Regions from separate parts of the Columba livia genome. Here region 2 is linked to region 1. A link is a contact called in public Hi-C data. All regions are on one chromosome and are shown on one strand. The core of a region is the stretch at or near the end of the contact, and the rest is flanking DNA. Distances in the headings are between cores, read along the strand shown.

Evidence for each region. A called contact is a pair of places that touch in the nucleus more often than the background predicts.
Region 2: a Hi-C map of liver shows a contact between it and region 1, with 4 times the contacts expected there. The contact joins two enhancer-like sites. A contact is called at or near these places in 2 of 2 Hi-C or Micro-C datasets (crop and liver).

Annotation. Positions count from the first base shown.
Region 1 is chr3:94,316,380-94,322,004 of bColLiv1.pat.W.v2, forward strand. All of the region lies in intron 3 of LOC110365678, which reads right to left. It overlaps LOC135579116 (a long non-coding RNA gene), which reads left to right. Exons shown (of 4, transcript XR_010471593.1): 4 at 1-3,549. Among named protein-coding and RNA genes, the nearest start is that of TRNAI-UAU, 280 kb to the right of the region's middle. Within about 2 kb of position 3,137, at least 2 of the 3 cell types and tissues checked have an H3K27ac peak away from gene starts, as active enhancers do.
Region 2 is chr3:94,587,501-94,593,125 of bColLiv1.pat.W.v2, forward strand. No RefSeq gene overlaps it. Among named protein-coding and RNA genes, the nearest start is that of TRNAI-UAU, 13 kb to the right of the region's middle. Within about 2 kb of position 2,436, at least 2 of the 3 cell types and tissues checked have an H3K27ac peak away from gene starts, as active enhancers do.

The DNA.
Region 1 (5,625 bases), core at 1,887-4,386:
ATGCGCATGCAAATGCATGAAGACACTTATCTAATTTTCAAAATAAAAAGAAAGAACAGTCTCTAAACAGGTAGTATTCAATCAGCATTATTCCTGTAGCTATTATGAGCTCAAGGCATCTCACAGATGGACAAGGATATTCATGTGCAAGCCTTCAATTTTCCCACTCATTCTGGCAAATTCTAGCTGGATTGCCATTCCACTTGAATTCATAGAATCATAGAATGCTAGGGATTGGAAGGGACCTCGAAAGATCATCTAGTCCAATCCCCCTGCTGGAGCAGGAACACCTAGATGAGGCTACACAGGAACATGTCCAGGAGGCTTTGAATGCCTTCAGAGTAGAAGACTCCACAACACCCCTGGGCAGCCTGTTCCAGTGCTCTGTTACCCTCACTGAGAAGAAGTTTCTTCTCAAGTTTAAGTGGAACCTCTTGTATTCCAGTTTGATCCCATTACCCCTTGTCTTACTATTGTTTGTCACCGAGAAGAGCCTGGCTCCATCCTCGTGACACTCACCCTTTGTATATTTGTAAACATTAATAAGGTCACCCCTCAGTCTCCTCTTCTCCAAACTAAAGAGACCAGCTCCATCAGCCTTTCCTCATAAGGGAGATGCTCCACTCCCTTCATCATCTTCATTGCCCTATGCTGGACTCTCTCCAGCAGTTCCCTGTCCTTCTTGAACTGAGGAGTTCAGAACTGGATACAGTATTCCAGGCGTGGTCTCACCAGGGAAGAGTAGAGGGGCAGGAGAACCTCTCTCAACCTACTAACTGCCCCCCTTCTAATACACCCCAGGATGCCATTGGCCCTCTTGGCCACAAGGGCACAGTGCTGGCTCATGGTCATCCTGCTGTCCACCAGGATCCCCAAGTCCCTTTCCCTTACACTGCTCTCTAATGGATCATTCCCCAATTTATACTGGAACCTGGGGTTACCACACTCTAGTACCCGCAGGAATTATTGCCTCTCCTTAAGTCCCAAGATGCAGGTGCATCAGCATCCACTAAAGAACCAGAAAAGTCCCAGAGCTGATACATCTCACACAGGGTAAAGGTATGTGACTTAGGGCTGTGTTTGAGCTGGGTGGGCAGGCTGACTGAACATCACCATTCTGAACTCTGCTCCTGTTGATACTATAAAACATCAAGTCTTTTTCTCCCTCTTTGAAGATACTTCTGTATGTCTGAGCAGTGTGCAGCACAAAGTAGGGTTCACAGGCAGTAATGATTTTAAAGCATACAGTCATGTCTCAAAAAGTACTTTTTTTTTTTTTTTTACATCCTATGATTTCCTGATCTACTTTTCCCTGTGAAATCCAGCACAAACAGAGAGCACCTAGGACTTGGGAGCTTTTCCTGAGAGCTCAGGTGCCAACTGTTATTTGTGTTCCTGTGCATATATCTATGGTCATATTCAAGATCCAAGAGGATCAAAGCTTTGACTCCAGTGGTGGGAACACTGGGCAGAGCACTGGGCAACAGGGCTGCAGGTTCCTTTCCAAATACTGCCAGTTACCTGTCCCGACACCTTTATGGATGTTCTACACCCTGCAAGACTGATATGTTCCCACATCTCATGAGCAGAAGTAACACAAGCTCTAGGGCAGGGACACCCCCCACCCCCACAGCTCTGTACAGTGCCTGGGACTCCATGGCTCTATTACAATGCAAGCACTAATTAACAGCCCAATCAGGCTTTGTGCAACGGTTGCCAAGACAAGTTCTTTGCCTTGTGCTGAATTGCTCACCTCACTTAGCTTTTTTAAGTCTAAGTTCATCATTTACTGCAGTGTACTAAGTTATATCATAGAAATTTTAGAGGTATGACTCCCCTCCACAAGTTACTTTTGAACAATAACAAATCATATGCTTGTTCTTGTGCTCTGATGAGCTTTGAACTTTAATAAATGATTAATCCTATTTAGAAGTAACTTAACACTGCCTTAACTGCATCTTTCCATGAAATGTCACTTTGACATCCTGTTGTGTGCATTCATTGCAACTTTCACACGCTGTAAATTAGGAACATTTACACATGCAATTAGTGTTTAATAAATGCCCAAAGAACTACTTGGGGATTAAGCAATTAGATGGCATCATGGAGTACCCTTTGTACTTAATGCTTATGAAGAAAATCATCTACCCGTTTTGCACAAATTGCATGCTGGGGTAACCATTGTGCTGGCAGGAAGCGCTCGGGTGAATTGCCAAATGCAGCCTCGAGTTTATACACAGCCACCATTCCCCAGCTCTCCCATCCCTCCCCCACTGACTTAACAGATAAATTAATATAGAAAAATTTGTCATTGGGATAGTACTTTGTTACCAAATTACTCCCTATGTTAAAAAAAAACAAAAAAACCCATAAGATTTAAGAACTTGAATTTTTAATGTCGTAGTTTAGTTATTATATATATATAAAAAAGATCTGCCCAGAAAAAAATACAGCTATGTACACACGGGTCATTTGCACAGCCGGCAACAACGGAGACTTAACCCTTTCTTATCCTATACTTTATGGTGCATAAAAACTGTAGTCAGTGTATATGGCAAAGCACGCAGTCTTAGAAGGAGAAACACTTGGCACCCTAGAACACCGTGTAAGTGGGAGCCTCTATTTTATGTATACACCACGCACACACAACTATAGCATGCTGAAAATAACAATAATCATTTGTTCTGCCATGTATATGGCCGGTACTCACCACAGTGATTGGTTAAACACCAAAATTAAGGTGCTGGAAGAGAATGCCTTGAAGTTCAAGGTTCAAATGAATCCAATTTACTCTCACTAAGACCCATTCATAGGCAGCCTGGAGAACATCAGGGGTGTTGGACTAGGTGACCTTTGAAGGTCCCTTCCAACTCAAACTATTCCATGATTGTATGATCTCACATTTATAAAGCCATACCTAACACATGGACTCAGATACAAACAAACAACTAGTGGGCAAAAGAAAAAGATACTTTGGGAACAGAGTGGAGTTCGAAGTTACATCCTGAGCACTTAAGTCACCAAAACCAGGAAAACCTGGTTTTGACACCAAGAGAGGGGTCCCGGCTCACAGCACCACATCCTTCACCTCACCAAAAGGAACCACTGCTTGCAGAGGTCACTCCCAGAGTCACAAACCCTCCTTACAAAAAGGCCTATTAGAACCTAATGCTTTCCAAAGCTGGTTTGTGCTGGGATACAATGGAGGTGGTGCAACATGTGTGCTAGCTGAGGCTGCGCTTCACAGGAGAAGAGAGGACCCTGTTTGCAGGGGAGCAGGATTTCCAAGTGCCAGTCACTGGAGAAAGTAGAAAATAAACAAAACCAACCAACCAAATAAATAAATAAATAGACCAAAACAAAACAAAGCCACCAAAAAACACACACACACAAAAAAAAGGACACCAAAAAAACCTACAAAAACACAAAAAAACCCGAAACACACACAAAAAAAACCCAAAAAACACAAAAAAACAAAAACCACATAAAGAACCGAAAATACAAAAAACCCAAACCCCACCAAAATAAAAAAAAAACAAAACACAAAAACAAACAAACAAAAAACAAGCAAAAAAACCCAAACCCCACAAAACTAAAAAACAAACAAAAAAACAAAAAACAACCGAAAACACACTTCCCATTAAAAAAAAATCAAAAAACCCTCAAAAAAACAAAACCCAAACAAAACTCACCAAAAAAAACACACCAAAAAAACCCCTAAAACCAAAAAACAAACAAAACCCACAAAAAACCCACACCGCAACAAAAAAACACACAAAAAAATCCCCAAACACCCAAACAAAAAACACCACACAAAAAGCCCACACACATTAAAAAACAAAACAAAACAAAACAAAACAAACAAACAAACAAACAAACAAACCCCACCAAACTAAACCCTCTAAAACCTCTACCCCAACAACTTAAAACAACTGCAAGGAAGTTGTTTTTCCACTTGATGCAGCCTGTGTAAGTCGTGTGAAAGGTGCTCCTGTGGATGCAAAGTCACCCACCGCAAGGACTCCCAATCTCGGAGTGCCAGCGCCACCTTCTTGCCAAGGGATCTAGTGGCAGGCTCTCACCACGGCCACCTGCGACTGCTCGCGTTTGCCTGTGTGAAAAACCCGCCGGGGTTTGGGGCTGGTACCACAGAAAACACCCGGTTTGCATCACCGAGCTGGTGCCGACGGTTCCCGCATCCCAGCCCCGCACCCTCAGCACACCCCGGGTCTGGATCCCCTCAGTAACAACAGCCAAAAAAACCCCATTTTTACAAAGAGGGCAGCTTAAAACTCACAGGAAATAATTTCAAATGAGGCTCAAGCCAGCCTCCTCCTAAAAAGTGTGTTATTTTTCTTGATGTTCTAAGACAGTCTTTCTAATGGGAAAAATAAAGGGAGTTTTCTTCTGTTGTTTCCTTCGGTGCAAATAAATGAATTTTCCCAGCCACTGTTGAAAAGCAAAATGTTTCTCCCACACAAGCAATTTTTCCATAGATAAACACTCCTACAGCAAGATTTTAAAACAACTCAATATGTTAGTGGCTGTTACAAAGATTTTAAGTTTGAAAGAATGTCATATTTGGGGATATAAAGTTTTATAATCTTCCCCACTCAGGACCAGCAAATTAATGCACTGTTAAATCAACAAGGTGAAGAAGACTAAACCAGCCCTCAGCTCGCTGGAAGAGAGGCTAAGCTCCTCGCTAATGAACCCTTTGACCCACCAAGGAACACCACTGACAAGAGCCCATTGGGAAACCCATCTTGTGTCAAAAGACTCATGGCTGTGGTTGGTGATATTGTCTGTGTGAAATGAACTGGCAACACAAAAAAAAAATTACATCTCTCGAGGAATTTTGGAGTTAAGGATTGTGCCAAATGGATGTCCTCAGAGCTCCAGCACTCTGGTGAGCTACAGACACAGCACAGAGTTGGTGTCAGCAGAGGGGGAGATTCTGTTTTGTTGTCTCAAAGTACATTAAATATGATGTAAAAAGACATACAGTCCTCGGGGTGTGGGAATCAGTTCTGAGCCCCTCCAGTTTGCAGAATCATAGAAAGGCTGGGGTTGGAAGGGACCTTTGGAGATCATCTAGTCCAACACACCTGCTGAAGCAGGTTCACCTAAAGTAGATTGCACAGGAACGTGTCCAGGCGGGTCTTGAATGTCTCCAGAGAAGGAGACTCCACAACCTTTCTAAAGAGCCTCTTCAGTGCTCTGTCACCCTCAAAGGAAAGAAGTTTCTCTTCATATTCAGGCGGAACCTCCTAGGCTTCTCCAAAGCAATAATTACCAAGGGATTCTTCTCATGCCATCTGCAACTGAAAAAAAAAATGTTCTAATTCCCTGAACCATTTTGGGTGCTATGTTCATTTTAGTCCATATGCCACCGGAACTATTTCAGTTCAGTCACTAGACAGCACAAGTAATAGCCTATATATTTTCATACATATTTTTTCCAATTTCCACTCGTGATGGATGTAGAAACAACAAACTCTCAAAGTAAAACACAAAATATTTCTGTTTTGAGTGTAACTCTAATGAGGAAGCATATGCCAAAGAAATTTTCCTTTCCAATACATTTTTGTATCAGATCATTCAGATAAATATTGCTGAATACTT
Region 2 (5,625 bases), core at 1,186-3,685, 270 kb after region 1:
AAACTTCATCAGGGTACACTTGATCCCATCATCCAGATCACTTATGAAGATACGAAACAGCATTGGGCCCAATATCAATCCCTGGGGGATTCCACCTGTGACTGGTTGCCAGTTTGAAAAAGATCCATTTACCACCACCCCTGGGTGAGGCCTGTAAGCCTGTTCCCCACCCACCACAGAGACCACTTGTTTAGACCACAACTTGTCTAGACCATCCACAGTGCTGGAAGGACAAGCCTCTCTGAGACCTGACTTCGATTGGGGTGGGTTTTTTGGTTTTCTTTGGTTGGCTGGTTGGTTGGTTGGTTGCTGTTTGGTTTGGGATTTTTGTTGTTGTTGTTGTTGTTGTTGTTTGTTGTTTTATTGTTTAGTTTTTGAAAAGTATGTCTCATTTAAAAAAAAAAAAAATAATAACGTGTGCAACACTCAGAAATGATCTCTGAAGGCTGTTTAGAAAGAGTGACTTACCTCACAAACTTAATACCCAAAGAGACGTGGGAGATGGATTGTCTGATTTAATTCCAGAACAAAAAAAACCCCAGACTCCTGGCATTTATTTGGCTTTCTGCAAGATCTTTGGAAGGGCAGTTAAGAGCTCTCTCCTCCCCCTGCCCCACTTTAGGGGAAGGGGATGTTACAACAGAAACAATAGTGACTGCTTTTTACAAAGCATACATTGCTCCCTTGCATGAGAATACTAACAATAACATGTCTTTAACTGTAGAGAGCAGAAAGTAAAGGATGATACTACTCAAAGTATCTGAAATCTTCATGCCAAAGCTTTAAAATGTGACCAAGGTGAAAGATAATAATACCCTTTCACAGTACATGCACAGACGACAGTGAATTCCAGTCTCTCAGTGCACATTTAAAGGATAAAATATAAAGTTTGCTAATTTTTTCAAACTACTTCCTCCTGCAACATTAACCAAGCAATTTGTTTTGTTTTAAACAGGCTTATGCAACTCCACTTAACTGTTGAAGAAGACAGGAAGTTAATTCCAATTCTTATTACTCTGGTCAAGTTGCAAGAGAAGTCCAGGTAGGCCAAACAGTCCCTTGCCACCGATTTCTACTACATAACATGCAACTTTTGTTCACTAATGCCTTTATGTAGGTTGGGAGGGAAAAAAAGCATGCTTTAGACTGCTCTGACCACCAGACCATGTTCTGAGGATGTAAATAATATACCAATTCCCATGCTACTGATGTTCCTGAAAGTCTCCCATTCAAGTGAAGTTTGCATATGCTTAATGGGTTCCAGAATACTGAGCTGGTCACATCCTGACAGCATATAACTGAAAAACTGTTCATCCATCTTGGCAAAACAGTCTGGCACCTGCAATCTTGTACTTTGACCACAAAAACCAGAATCATTCAAAATTTTCATTGTGATTCATTTAGATGACAAAAAGCAGAATTGTACCAGAGTTCAATCTAAATGATTCAGCCTGAACTTTGGTTTTACTTACACTATTATTTTGTCCTGCACGAGGGGGAAAAAGAAAAAAAAAAAAAGGAGAGGGAAAGAATAAAGGTTTCTTCATTCACTCTGATGCCAAACTCTGAAGTAGGTGCATAAACCTTCTTAAAGAGACCACTAATTTAATATATACTTGATTCTACTCAACAGTTGTGGGGCATAATCTGCAAGAGAAGTAGGGTTCTATTAACCTCTTCCTGAATGGCTGTAATGGTTGACGTAGATTCCATTTATTGTTGCCTTGTGTTTTGTGTTGCCATATACATCAGTGCTAGCCGGTTGTAATGCAGTGCTCTCAAAGTGCATCTTGTGCCAAACCTAAGAATAGCCCTATATTCTCACTAAGAGAATAAAAACAACTACAAAAAAAGCAGCCTCTTCAGCAGTTTAAGATTATGTTTCTAGTGATACATCACAGACAGATGTCTATCTGGAACTAGAAAGTTTTCTTCTGAAAAGGTCTCTGAATTCAGCCCTTTCCTTTAGTAGCAGGAACAGCTTTCATTTCTTCCACTGTCTTACTGGAACTCTTATGAATCCACGGGGGAGGTGGGGCAAGGAGGGAGAACCCCTCCAATTTTGCCATAATTGCTATAAATTGACCAGACTGAATGTACAATCAAGCATGTGTGTTATATACAATGCAATATTCTTAAGTTCTCATAGACAAAAATTAACTATTAAATCTGAACCTTTGAACACTGTTAAACAGCTGATAATATTTAAAAAGAGTACATCCACTTGGCCATCTGCCTAGTTATGGGCTCTGATGATCAGGCTGCATGTTGTTTAAAAGGTATAGTACAAAAAGGACTAGGAAAGTCAGCATTTTTTTTTCTAAAGAAGGAATGGGGGAGCTTTGTAGTCTTAAAGACAAAATATGCAGTAAGTCACTTACAGCTCTACACACACGGCTCCAGTTTGAACTCTTGCATCTTTAAATGATTTGCTAATATTTTTACAAATGAGAACACTTTTATCAAACAGCCTTCCTGTGTCTCAAAGAAGTTACTAAAAGAGTTAACAGAAAAGACTGAGGTATACTTGCATTGCTTTTTAGTATAATGTTTTTTTATGCACAGTGGTATTTTCCATATGAAAGCCTTGAGCCTGAAACAATACCCGATTATCATAATCTACTAAGACCTGTATTTCAGAACATTTTAGAAGGGGCTTTGGATTACTCTTTAGCTGGCAGCCTTCTACCAGCCTAAAGAGTTGCAAAACCACTGCTGGAAAAATAAAGTTACAGAGTGCAATGCTGCCATCTGCTGAAAACTGTTTGTCTGAATGGTCTAAGTACTCTTTCCAAAGATTCAGTTACAGGCATCTGAACACTCAAAGCTATTCAGACCTGTTTAATCTTATCAATTTGAGGAAGAATAACAAATATTTTTGGATCAACCATTTGTGCATATAGATGCAAGGTCAGCTGTAGTCAAGTATAGTAGCTCTACTTCCCCCTAATGGGAAATGGGATGGCCACCCAACACTTGGTAATAGCCTGTATTTCCCATATGCTGCATACAGTGCAGCACCATAGGCTTCCAGAAGGTTCCCCCTGTCAGCAGCAGGCCCCAAAAGCAATGTTTCGTGCTTAGTGACAATTCTGGAATAGGATATTCAAGTCTGCAGGTTCCTCTGGCTATGCACAAAGGAAAGATGCGTGTCAGGGTGGACACCATCCCCTCCAGCAGCCTGGGCTGGTGTTCCATTTCACAGGGCTGCAATCAAGGGTGGTAGACTTGTTGGAAAACTCAGGAGTCCATATTTTTAATTGATTTTTATTTCCCTACATCTAGTTATGGATGACGAGTTGTCCTCTCCTCCAAGTGACAGATATGTCCTACTGCAATTGCCAAAATTCCTATCCAGTTTGCCAGGAGACAACACTTTTCATCTACTGGCCAAAATTAAGTTGTATGGCTAGCAAAAGGTCACTATAGAAAAAAAAATGAACTCATGTGAAAGTACCACAATGTCATTTTCACTATGATCTAGATTATCTGCAGTAACTTTAATATAGGTACACATACAGAGATATCACATAATATGGTCTGTCTTGCACAACCACTACCTACAAAGCAGCCTGACATTCATGCCCTGTCCTCTATTGTTTGATTGGCACTTCTCAGATAAATGAGACTAAGGAGTTTATCCAACACTTTAAGCAGACGACAGATATTTTGTTCTCGGTTCACCAATACAAATCTGAAATAACTCTGCTTAGTTGAGTGAATATGGACCTCAATTTCTATCAGTGTAAACAAATCAAGAATGTGAGCCACTACACCAAATTTAGTCACACATGGCTTTACCAGATACAGATGCCTAACAGCACAAGCCTGATTTGTCTGTGCCTTGCACTGAAGTAAACAGGAACAAAACTATAACTCTACCACACTGGAATAGTACTTGACAGTCACTGTGAACAGATCATAAGCAATCTAACGGGGAACACTGAACAGAAGAAATAAGTCTCTTCTATATAGAGGAGAACAAACTTACTAAATAAGGAATAGTACACAGCCTGCTCCTTTGTTACCATCTCTCATTTCTTAAAAAAAATCCATTGGAAAAAATGGGCCTCAATCATATAATCTAATTTGGTACAGCTCCACAGTAATTATGATGGATTCATGCTGCATCACTTACATTGATAAAAGGAAATTACCAGGAGATTCCAGAAGCATTTTGCAGAACTTAATTCCAAGCATAAAAAATTTTAAGTGCTCCATTGATGTCTGTCAGTTTGATTAAGGTATGAATCACATACCAAGAAATACTATCAACTATGTATTTCAAGGCAGTTTTAGTTCTAGCAGTAGCATGAAGAAAAGGCAAAAAAGCCTTTGCTCAGAGATTAAAACATTCATCCTTTATTTCATTTTCTTATGGGATGAAGAAAGCCAAATTTTAGGAAAAAATTAAACGTCAGTCAAAAAAATTAGATGTAGTAAGATGACATTTTACACTTAAGTTGATAATTTGTGAATGTTACATTGTTTATCACAGACACAAGATGAAAAGAGTTTCAGTAAAACAAGACACAAACAGAATGGGTGGGAAATGCAGTCAACAGCGACACTAAGCTACAGCAAAAACTCATTTACTCTGAGTAGCTCATAAATACCCACTCAGTAAAGAATGAACAAGAAGCATTTTTGCCAGATCAACACTCATGTTTACAATTCCAAGCCAAGGAAACAGTAAAGACAGTAGATTTGATTACACAACAGAGAGAAACAGCTTTTTTTGGTGGTTCTTGTTGTTTTATTTTGTTTTGGATTTTTGTCCACAGTGCAACAACAGCCAACACAAGCTTGAAGCTGCAGCCACCAGTGCTACAGGACAAAGGTTCAGAGGTCTGAAGCCACCTCAAGGTTTCTTGCAGACCACCACCATGGTTCGACTGATGAATCATATTTGAACCGACCACTAACTAGGACTTCATGGACCTTGGTGGTCCGTGAACACCAAGAAAGTATCTGCCCCTATTAAATCAAATGATCACGTGAGATCCAAGTGCAGCATGTACAGAACACAAGGAACTGAAACATTAAAACACAGGGCCAAGTTCTCCTACTATTTCAGCAGATGCAGTTCCTCTAACAGTGGTGTGGGTTTTTTGTTTTTGTGGGGGGTTTTGTTTGCTTTTTTACCAAAAAATCCCAACCAAACAAACAAGACCAAAAAACCCCACCTCACACAGAAGCTAAGCCAGATGGCCAAATGCTGCTACTACTAATGTTGCTAATACCTCTTCAGGATTATTTATTGAATGAGACAGCTAGGACCAGCACTTTCATAGCTTGTCATCACTACCAGTTTTCTCCCCAAGTTTGTCTGTATCAGATATAGTTTTCTTTCAGGATATGGCTTGCTAGCCTCCGATGTGTATTGATCACATCTACTCTAAGATTATTATTTAGCTAATGTGAGTACAATTGAATTTAGATGTGTTGTTCTTATTTCAACTATATCCAAACCACAATTGTTACTGGAAACTTCTGGTCTATGTTACTTTCCAAATTGACCCTTAAACCCTTAAACTTCCTTATATTGTCCAGCACTTAATGCAGTAAGCTACAGGAATTTTCACCCCATTATATAATGGATTAGATTCCAGAGAAAACAAGCAA